2 separate regions of the Mus musculus genome follow, and region 2 is linked to region 1. The links are chromatin contacts, called in public HiCAR-type maps. All regions are on one chromosome and are shown on one strand. The core of a region is the stretch at or near the end of the contact, and the rest is flanking DNA. Distances in the headings are between cores, read along the strand shown. Region 1 has its middle 87 kb from the start of Vcan. Region 2 overlaps Gm35111 (a long non-coding RNA gene).

Region 1 (5,523 bases), core at 1,993-4,492:
GGGGACTAAATTTTGCTCCATGTAATATTCATGTGGTGAAGCCTCTCCCCACACTGTGGCAGTAAGGTCTTCAGTGAGGTAATTGGTATAGATACATAAAGTCACAGAATAGAGATCCTCCAATTACTTTTGCACCCTCATAAGAAGAAAACACTGTAATAAGGATGTGAGGGCACACCTCCCTAACTGTGGCATTTAGAAGGCAGAGTTAGCAGAACTGTAGCAAGTTTGAAGATAGTCAGGCTAACATTTTGTCTCAAGGGGAAAAAAACCTTTCAAACATCTTTATGAACCAGTCTTTCCCACTCTATACACAACAATTCCATTTCCTTAGTCCTCTTTGATTTGTTGGGTTTTTTCCCCCTACAATCTACACTTACTTTCCAGCAGAATACACCCAGAATCTTCATGTTTTACTAATTTCATGGCGATGCGAAGTCAGCATCCCCCTCACTTGAATAATGGCAGGACCATCCCCATCGGTTTTGAAACTCCACACATAGACACAAGTAATTGAAATGTCATATTGCAACCTTTCTCTCCTCATGATGCCTCTAGCATTCAAATTCAAGTCACAGTCCTTGTTGTGGCTTACAAAGATCTGGGAATAACCAGCTTGCCCACCACATTGACTTCCTCTCCATGTTGTTTATGTGTCTGTTCCTCTGTGCCCACTCTCTGCTCCAAGCACACTCAAGCAATGAAGGTGCCTTGATGCCTTTGTGTGTGCTGTATCTCTTAGAAGGAATGCAGGAATGTTCCTTCCCTTAAATTACTACCTAGTTTTCAAATTTTTCTGTTTTGTGTTGTTTCTGTACAATTTCACAGTTTATGCCATCTGAGGAATTCCCTAGCCACTCTGTATAGAATGTCCCTCTTCACTGCCTATAACAAAGCTAGTCTCAGTGCCCTGATTAGTAATGTTTTTCATTCCAAGTATCTGAAACTGCCATTCTAAATCGGATGTTTATTTATTTTTAAACATCCTTTCCCACTACACTATAAATGTAGTCAGACATGCTCCACTATGTTCATAGCAGCCTTGTTTATAATAGCCAGAAGCTGGAAAGAACCCAGATGCCCCTCAACAGAGGAATGGATACAGAAAATGTGGTACATTTACACAATGGAGTACTACTCAGCTATTAAAAAAATGAATTTATGAAATTCCTAGGCAAATGGATGGACCTGGAGGGTATCATCCTGAGTGAAGTAACCCAATCACAAAGGAACTCGCACAATATGTACTCACTGATAAGTGGATAATAGCCCAGAAACTTAGGATACCCAAGATATAAGATACAACTTGCCAGACGCATGAAATTCAAGAAGAACGAAGACCAAAGTGTGGACACTTTACCCTTTCTTAGAAATGGGAACAAAACACCCATAGAAGGAGTTACAGAGACAAAATTTGGAGCTGTGACGAAAGGATGGACCATCTAGCGACTGCCATATGCAGGGATCCATCCCATAATCAGCTTCCAAATGCTGACACCATTGCATACACTAGCAAGATTTCGCTGAAAGGACCCAGTTATAGCTCTCTCTTGTGAGACTATGCCGGGGCCTAGCAAACACAGAAGTGGATGATCACAGTCAGCTATTGGATGGGTCACACGGCCCCTAATGGAGGAGCTAGAGAAATTACCCAAGGAGCTATAGGGAACTGCAACCCTATAGGTGGAACAACAATATGAACTAACCAGTACCCGGGAGCTCTTGACTCTAGCTGCATATGTATCAAAAGATGGCCTAGTCGGCCATCACTGCAAAGAGAGGCCCATTGGACTTGCAAACTTTATATGCCCCAGTACAGGGGAACGCCAGGGCCAAAAAGGGGAAGTGGGTGGGTAGGGGATTGGGGGGGGTGGGTATGGGGTCCTTTGGGATAGCATTGAAAATGTAAATGAGGAAAATACCTAATTAAAAAAAATTAAAAATAAAAATAAAAAATAAAATAAAATAAATGTGGTCAGAACAGGGATTTAGTGTGGTCCACTCTCCCTATAGCCTCTGTCTAGTGCAATGTACAATAGATGATCAGTGAATATTTTAATTATTTCAATGTGTCATTACAACTATACAAAAGCAGTAATATATAAAAAAGTATATGATATAATTTATTGATTTGCCTCAGTGACATTTTTCTAGAATAAACCATTTACTCTCTGTAAATCAAACTTGAAAGACTGAGTGTGAGCACATCTTATGTATAAGCCCCAGCAGGGCAAGGCTGTGGTTGAAATCTTTACATTGAAAGTTTCAAGATAAACACTTCCTCCTTCAGCCTATGTGAATGGTAGTTTCTTTCCTCTGTCATCCTGTCCTGGTCATTGTTTATGATTTCAACTAAGCCACCTGGTTGGGGTCTTAGGCTTCTGTCCCTCTCTTGGCTCCCTTCTCTGTCATCTTAGACTGTGTGCTCTTGAGTTGTTGCACCCAAACAGAAGTTCATGCCCCAAATGCCCACACTGTGAACAAAGCCCAGTTGTGACAAGGATGTTTTAAAGTTTTTATCTCTTCTTCAATAACCTCTATACTGCTAAGTTCACTAGACATCCATGGTCTTCATCATATTTATACTGTAGTGGTGAGCAGGTGGAACACCAAAAGGTTAGTTAAGCTATACTGCCTTCTCACTTGATCACTTTGGCAGGCCTAAATTGACCTAACCCACAGTTTACTGATATAATCCAGCAGGATTATTTGAGTTGACCATTTATTTGGGGGGCCTAAAGTAAGCAACACAGCATCCACATCCTGTACCTCAGAGGTGCAGAGGGGTGTCTTGATTCAAAAGTTTCCTGTAGTTTTAATAGTGTGGCTGTTGCCCCCTGTGTGTAAGTTTCTCATGGAACTTCAGTATACAAAACAACAGCCAAGGAGATGCTGTGACTGGGGTAGGATGCCCCAGTTCTTCTTCCTTTGGGAACAAAATCTGGAAGGCATTGGTGTGATAATTATGAAAGCAGACTCTTGAGCCAAACTCAGTTCAAAACCCAATTCTGGTTGACCCTAGGAAAATGTCTTTTCCTTCCAAACTTCAGCTTTGTAATCTCTAAAATACAGCCAATAATTCCAGGTGGTTCCGAGGACTGGGTGAGTTGACCTGAGCAATAGTTGCCCTTGTGCCTGAATCAAGGATCTCTGCTGACACTTTTGTCTGAGTACAATACTGCCCTGGGGGAAGCAGGGATGAAGTGGAATGCCCCAGGGAGCACGCTGGTGACTAACCCCATTCCTGAGGATAGTGGAACAATCACTTTTTTTGTAAGCAGAGTTAAGTCCCTCCCTGTGTGACTAACCATGACTAACACAGAGAAGGGAGTTGGCCACCGTCTTAGAAGACACTGTTGGGAAGTTGACCATTCTGTGTTTACAGAAATTTTGCCATAGATAACCTCTGACCCTTGTAGATGCTATAGTATTTCATAAACTGGCAAGAATTTACAGATTTTTCAGGAAACAAATATCAGACTATAAGATACAACTAAATGAAATTTCTTAAAAATAGTTCTAAGTTGGCAAAATAAAATTGACGTTCTTAATGGTGTGGAAATAGCCTTTTCATAAGGCAGGTTGTATAATATATTGATAATATGTTGGCATGGGCAGAGATTTAGGACTTGATAAATGATGGGGAGTGAGAATGTGAACTGAAAGCTTATATTCATAACACACAAAAATGGTTCGTTTTTTTCTTGAATATATCTCTCTAGAAGAACTGTGAAACTTCTCCCTGTGCAATATCCAAAATGTCACTGAAAGTGGTCAAGTATGTAGCAATATACGGGAATTCTTGAAAGTGGCTTAAATGCAGTTCTGGTTTTACAAAGAGAGAAAAAGAGAGAGAGAGAGAGAGAGAGCCTTTTGTAACCTATTGCTTCATATAGTCCTCAAAGCAATGATCTTGCAAAAATGTGACTTGTGCTGCAAACTTTATGTGGGTCATAAAATACAAAAGGAGGAGGAAACTGATGAAAATTGAAAAGCTGTTGTTTTCTTTCCTTATATTTCACATGTCAGTATTTACTACTATAAATTTTTTTTCTGACTTACAGACCTCAGAGCTGGTTATGTGCACAGCCCTTGGCAGGATCCTGAGAAAGTAAAGGCCCTTAAATTTTGCATAAAACTCTTCTAAGGATTCTTTTACTTCACCATGCTCTCCTTAGTCCCTCTGAAGACTGATATCACTCTTAAGCATGGTGATAACACAAAGGCATGTGGCTTCAGATACTGTATGTGTGATTCTTTTTTAAAGTTTCCTCATTTAATATATCTGTGCTTTACATTTGTTTATTCTTTTGTAGAGCCAAGATTCAACTCTAGGACCAAATGTATGTAGGCAAGTTCTCCATCATTGAAGAAATACATGTAGCCGTAAGGATGTAAGGATGTGATTTTTGTCTCAGAATCCTTGATATCAAATATAAAGAGCCATGAATCCAGATCTGTAGTTTCTGTCTCTTGAGAAAAAGAGGTTCCTCCAGAACCATAGTCCCCATGTTTTATATTGTGGGTCATTCAGACATAATCTCTGATAAAGTTCCTAGTACAAAAAATCCTTATTATCTCTTTCTTTTGCTAGCTGTTTATAAACAACCAATACCTTTCTAGGTGCCTCCTGCCTTTATAGTATGTTTTCTTTTGGAAAACAACAGTAAAGTAAAACTGAAACCACAACCCTTTCCACTGTTAGGGACACCACATTCCTACTTGAGTACTTTCCAGTGGCATGAATGGCACCACCATATGGGTGGTTGTCCTAGTTTTATGAACTTCTAAGACCAGATGTTATACCTACCTCTGGCTTCCAGTCAATCTGCAAAGCATTTTATTTCTTCCCATGTGGCATTAATTCAACTCTCTCTCCTTCCACTCCCCTTCTCCTCTCCTTCATTCTTTTCTTCTTCCTTTCCCTTCCTCCCTCCCTCCTTTAACACTGATTTCCACATCACCAACATCCATAACAGGGTGGTTGGAAAGAGAGAACTTACTGCTGCATAAAGGAAACACCATTCCCTCATGCCTGGTGCCTGTATAACAATTACATTACACAGAATTGATGCCATGGCCTCCTGAAGCTCTTCAGCTACCTTTGCCACATTTCCAACCCTTTCTCCAACCTCAGAAAATTTAACATCTATGTTCTTTATGATATTTCTGCACCATTAAATACTCTAATCTCGAATTATCCCACAAAGCCTGCCATGATGTGATGTGACCTCCTTGGGGTGATATATTTTTCCATTCTCTTCATCACACTCCACCCAAACTTCTCACCTCTCTCTCTCTCTCTCTCTCTCTCTCTCTCTCTCTCTCTCTCTCTCTCTCTCTCTCTCTTTCTTATCTTCTTCTTCTTCTTCTTCTTCTTCTTCTTCTTTCCTTCTCCTTCTCCTTCTCCTTCTTTCTCCTTCTCCTCCTCCTCCTCCTCCTCCTCCTCCTCTTCCTCCTCCTTCTTTTTCTTCTTCTTCTTCTTCCTCCTTCCTTTCCTCCCTCCCTCTCTCTTGGTTCATT
Region 2 (5,523 bases), core at 1,874-4,373, 640 kb before region 1:
AGCATATTGGAATTAACACTCATTCACTGACAAATTCATCTGATTTTTCATTTTTCTTGATTTGTTTTCTTTGAGACATGAAGAGAAGATAGTGGAAGACAGACAATGAAGAAATGGGGACATGCCAAAGATCACAAGAGAAGATCTAAAGAAGAGCAACCAATGAAAGCTAACTCCTTTGTTTTATTTTTCATTGTCTAATTGAGATAAAATATTAATATGAAATGCACATGTTCAGTTTCGTTACCATTGTGTGGACTGATGGTTTTCTTGTGTTTGTATAGAGCTGGGTACATACTACCCTGACCAACCCGTAGTTTCTATGATGTTCTAGTCCACCATGTGACTCTTACTACCTCCATCAGCAACTACTATTCTGACCTCAATATCATGGACTGTATTTGTGCATTGTTGACATTTATGCAATAAGTAGTGGTGTGTATTTGTTGGCTTTTAGGGCTGGCTTTTGTTAACTGGAGAATGCCTATGCTACTTTTCCATATTCCTGACTGGTCTCAGTGGTCCACTGCTTCTGGTTGTGTATAGAAAGCCTCATTTACTTCTCTCTTTGATTCCATGTTGTTCAGAATCCTATTAATCCAACTAATCATTTGTACTGTGAAAGATGCTACAAATGTTATGACAGTTGCCCTCTTAAATAAAGTTCATAGTTTTCAAAATGCTAAATACTCTGTATTTCCAAATGCAAGAATAGTATGCTTTCATTTCTGTGTGCATCCTTTCTTTTTCCAGATCTGAGATACAGGAAAATGTAAATAATGCATTATGTGAAATGATATAATATGAAAGTGGGCTTGGCTTAAATTTTTTTCATTTCTGCCATCACCACTGAGCAATTGCCCAAAAGGCCAAATAAGTAATGATCATTCTTAGTTAAAGAAAAATCAATCCAGGTCTTACCTTTGCAGTCAAACAGCAGAAAGTCATTTGAGAATATCACGTGCCCCTCTCTGGGAACTCATGAGTGGAACCCTGGTTCCACTGTGTTATAGATTGTTCTGCTTGTAGAAGCGCCGAGAGGCTGGGATCTGTTTGCAATTACCAAATCAAAATGCAATTAACTAGTCACTGGGAACAAACAATGATGTCTTTAAATGCCCTTTGGAAATGTTAAGCTGGCACTAGGGATCCGGTTCCCATGGTTCGGATGTTTTCACTTATGAGCCTCCCTGAGAAATATTATTCTGAGGACCATGAGCTGGTTTGTCTGGGGAGGGAAGAGGAAGAGAGGGAGATATGTGTCATGGATCTAGGTACTGAGGCTTTTTTTTTTAATCTTTCTTAGAACACTTCAAAGGAAACTTTCCCTGTTTTCTTCATTCTTTTGTTCTGATATCACCTATAACATATTAAATGCATTTCAAACTAGGTATTGAATTTTGCTTCCACGTGATCATTTTTCCTTACAGCATTCTTAAAAGAAGTGTTTCTGATATGGCTGAGATGTGCAATTCTGGATTTTGTTAAGAAAGAAAGAAAGAAAGAAAGAAAGAGAGAGAGAGAGAGAGAGAGAGAGAGAGAGAGAGAGAGAGAGAGAGAGAGAGAGAGAGAGAAAGAAAGAAACATACGTCTTTATGCCGTCTTTCCTTTCACTTTGCCAAAAGATTTCTCTAGCATATGATTTTCTAAATATTAATCTAACTTTGATTAGATACTTGCTATATCTCCCAAATTAATCTTTAATCAAGTTTTGTTAAAAGCTTTTAGAAGAAAATAAAAAGTAATGAGTACTTCTGTAACAGAAATATATTCCATTTTATTGTCTTCATACTTGCCCGTTATAAAAGGGTATCATACGTTGGGATTCTCTTTGTATGCTTTTATATTTTTACGAACTTTGTACTTCTTTACCTACTGCTGTGCTGGGTGTCAAAGTAGCAATGGAATTACCAAAACTAGGGCAGAAACAAAATGCAATTGAATTTAGGATAATCCATGTGCTTTCTCAGGCTAATATTCAACTTACTAACAGGAGTCTATGCTGGAGATCAGAGACGTGTCTATAAACTAAAGAATCCCTCTTCATTTGGTCAACATCTCAGGCCTGTGCTCACTTCGGAGCATTAAATACTTTATGGAAACTGAAGTTAGAAATAACAATTCCCCAAAGAATGCTTTCTCCAGCAGCATAAGCTTACTACAGGCTCTCTCTTCATGATTGTAGACAAGGATCCAAGTGAAAACGGTCAACATGTTATAAATGAAGACAAAATGCCATTAGATAAAATGCAGAGCCTCCTACCTTCATAAATACTCCTAGATAATAAGCTGGAAGGAGAGGCTTGATAGAGAACTCAGTGACCTCAGTGTTCCCTGCTACAGTGTAACTGCACTGGGGGAGATGGTCCAGTCTGAAGCCTACATTGTATTTCTCTTTCTACTCCCAGCTCCCTCCGTGTCAAGTCTGGAGGATACCTAGGAATTTCCACATGAATACCCTGATCCATTGGCCCATGCTGTATTTATAACCCTTGAAAACAGTGATCCTTATGAAATGGGTGCAAACAATGACTTGCTCTGGGGAAACCTCAAATTGGACTTTCAGAAAGGTCAGCTCAAGTTCTATAAGAACGCTCATGGATATTTTAGTAGTGCTTTCCAGGGTAACATGGCTGAAAGGCAGAAAGCATTCTTTCTGATCCATAGCAGCGTCACCCCAGTGTGGGGCATGCGTGCGGATGGGCCCTTCTTGTTGGGTTTAAGCTAATACAGAATAGCTGTTCACCATCATTCAGGAGGGGTGTTAGACATGTCTAAAAGTCTCTCCTTTAATTGTAGCAGATGCTGTACCAAATATTACAGATTCAAAACATGAGTAGGCTACCTCCCTTGAGTAAATTACACCCTTTTCAAAAGGCTACTTGAGAACGCAGCTATTAACACAGACAGTAGGGAGTTTCTTCCTCTCCCAGGACTGTTGGAATGTGAACTTTATCTTGAGATGAACTAATTGTTCCCATTTAAGGGCAGTCTGAAAGCCAGACTCTGCTCATCACTGCCACTGATTCATGTCCTTTGAGGGATGGACTTGATCCAGTAAACAGCTCTCCACCTAAGTCCTGCTTTAATTTTGGCCCACTGCCTGCTCCCCGCCCCCCTTTCCCCTGAATCCAGTTTCCTAATCACAAACTCCTGTGAGGAGTACCTCCCTCACCAACCATGGCCCAGATTAACCTGTCTGCAGTTGAGATTGCCCCACATCTTCACTTGCTGCAGTCTAACTGCTTAGTAGTTAGAGGAGAGCTACTCCCTAGCTGAGAGCAGGATGGGTGGGAAAGGTCACCAGGGTCTGGGGACTCTCTATGTACATCCTCGTAAGATATCCTGAATAACCAGACGTATTTGGAACCAGAACACTCTGAAGAACTACTACCCGTATCCTTTTAGCAAATTTAGCTCTTAATTTAAAAGCTCTGGAGCCCAATAATCAAATGTAATGAACTTTCTTTATTGAGGTCCTACTTAAGATATAAATATTTTAGGGTCAACTAGGTACAATTAAATGTAGTCTCACTGTTAACTGAAATGGAAAATTCATGAAATGGAAAGACCGAGATTACTACTGAAAAGAAAATAAAAATACAGACCTGGAAAAAAGATGGTCAGTAGTTTATAATATGATCATATAGTAACAACATGAAGTTTAAGTTTTATAGTATTACTTTCATAGAAATTATCTTTTAAAAAGAATTGGAAATTATAGAGTTATATCTCTGTTTGTCTCCAAGATTACGTGCTTCTGAGGTCATATATGCAGTGGGTTCAAGCTCAGGTTTTCTCAGGCAGAATTCTGTTAATCTTCTACCTACATGGGTTTGCTGAGTTAATGTTTAATGTTATTCCTTCAGTTTTCACAGAAGGATGATAAAGACACGTGCACATAGAGAATGATTTACAAGACTATAAAGAAAGTAATTTTCTATAAATTCTTGTAATTCATGTGATGTCTCTTTAGTAATTCATTCATTCTTTCTAGAGTTCATTGACTGAAAAAAAGATTACTTTTGCTTTTATATATATGTTTCTGTGTATGTGTGTTTACATATACATCCCTCTATATATACACATATATATGTAGATAGATAGATTTTAACTGTGTATCTATCAAGTCTCTCCACTATTTTGGCTATAGGAAAACTCAGGTATAATGTAAGCACATCATTTCATTAATGGATTTATTACCTATGCAAAGTAAGTGCGTCATCTCGTTAATAGATAGACCTATTAGCTTGAAAAAGCAATCTCATTTTTCTGTACACTTCATCACTATTACACACACACACACACACACACAATCTAATTTCAAAGTCTAGACTCTAATTTCTTCTTTTTATTCATAGGGTGATTTCCTGTACCACTTAAAATCACTTGGAAAATGACAACATATAAAAAAATAGCACCCTCCTCTCTAGATCATATTATGCCTTGGACACAGAATACAACACATAGTTGATGGCTTTTGGGTGTTCACCAGGACCATGTTTACTTGAGTGGTGAGGCTTACAGGGGGATATTCATTGTCCCTGGTAACAACTATATAGTTCAATACATGAGAGCAGATTGAAGTGTGAGAACCTCATTTCTGGGGTTTTGGAATTCTCTGCTGCTGACTCTGAGAATTCTATTAGGTGGGGTATGAAAAGGCCAATATGGTAGGGGAGGGTATGCTAGTAATGTTTCATTTTTTGTAAAACAATTTAGTTTTACAACCAATCATACTAAATTATAATATTTACCAGCCAAATAGATACGGGAATTACATGAATCTGCTGTTATGGAACTGAAGAGAAGAATATTATATTCTGGTGAAAATAGAATTCAGAAAAGAAGCTGCAGTGAATGGGTAGGCATGGATACTGGAACCTTGGGGGAGCTTTGATCTAAAGCACCTTTCTCTCCCATGTTCTTCACTTACCTACAGAGAGGCAGCACTCAAGTTGTTGTTGTTGTTGTTTTATTTTATTTTACGCTATCAATAACCCTCATGTCTACCTGGTTTACTAGTTCCTCAGTGTATGCATACAAAAGTGCTTGTGTTCTTATGAACATACTGTTCTTTTCTATTCAGTTAACATCACTGTAAATATGGTAACTGATGCAGATACTGCAGTCTGTTCCAAGAAAGGCTGCTTTTTGCATGCCGTAGGCATTCTCATCTGATCCTACTGATGTAGTTGTGTACAGTAACTTCTGTTGTTATGAGTGAACTGTGATCCCTCAGTGTGCAGTTCTCAACTTTGGTTTATTATGATACTTGGAGCTGCACCATGGAAATTCTGCTACATAAAAAATCTATGTCTTGTCCCATCATTCTGACCTTGAAGCTGTTTTGAAGTAAAATTTGTCTGCTTGTCTTCAAAGCAGAACTAATGAGATGACCGTTCAGCAAATGCTCACTAATTTTAAATGAATTACCGTGAAAGCCACATTGGTGTTGGTGCCTAAGATAGCAGTAACGTGTTAACAAGTCTGAATTGAAGTGTTGATTAGTGTCTCTGGTGG

Evidence for each region. HiCAR-type assays count read pairs that join an accessible place to other places.
Region 2: a contact with region 1 is called in a HiCAR-type map of fibro-adipogenic progenitors, with 3 times the contacts expected there. The contact joins two enhancer-like sites. A contact is called at or near these places in 1 of 484 Hi-C or Micro-C datasets (3T3-L1-derived adipocytes) and 1 of 115 datasets of contacts at active chromatin or transcription factors (fibro-adipogenic progenitors).

What each region holds. Positions count from the first base shown.
Region 1 is chr13:89,826,365-89,831,887 of GRCm38.p6, reverse strand. No RefSeq gene overlaps it. Among named protein-coding and RNA genes, the nearest start is that of Vcan, 87 kb to the right of the region's middle. Within about 2 kb of position 3,242, at least 75 of the 459 cell types and tissues checked have an H3K27ac peak or open chromatin away from gene starts, as enhancers often do. A contact at or near this core is called in fibro-adipogenic progenitors, where this site is marked.
Region 2 is chr13:90,461,876-90,467,398 of GRCm38.p6, reverse strand. Gm35111 (a long non-coding RNA gene) reads left to right here. Exons shown (of 4, transcript XR_382721.2): 4 at 76-649. Among named protein-coding and RNA genes, the nearest start is that of Gm35111, 85 kb to the left of the region's middle. Within about 2 kb of position 3,123, at least 30 of the 459 cell types and tissues checked have an H3K27ac peak or open chromatin away from gene starts, as enhancers often do. A contact at or near this core is called in fibro-adipogenic progenitors, where this site is marked.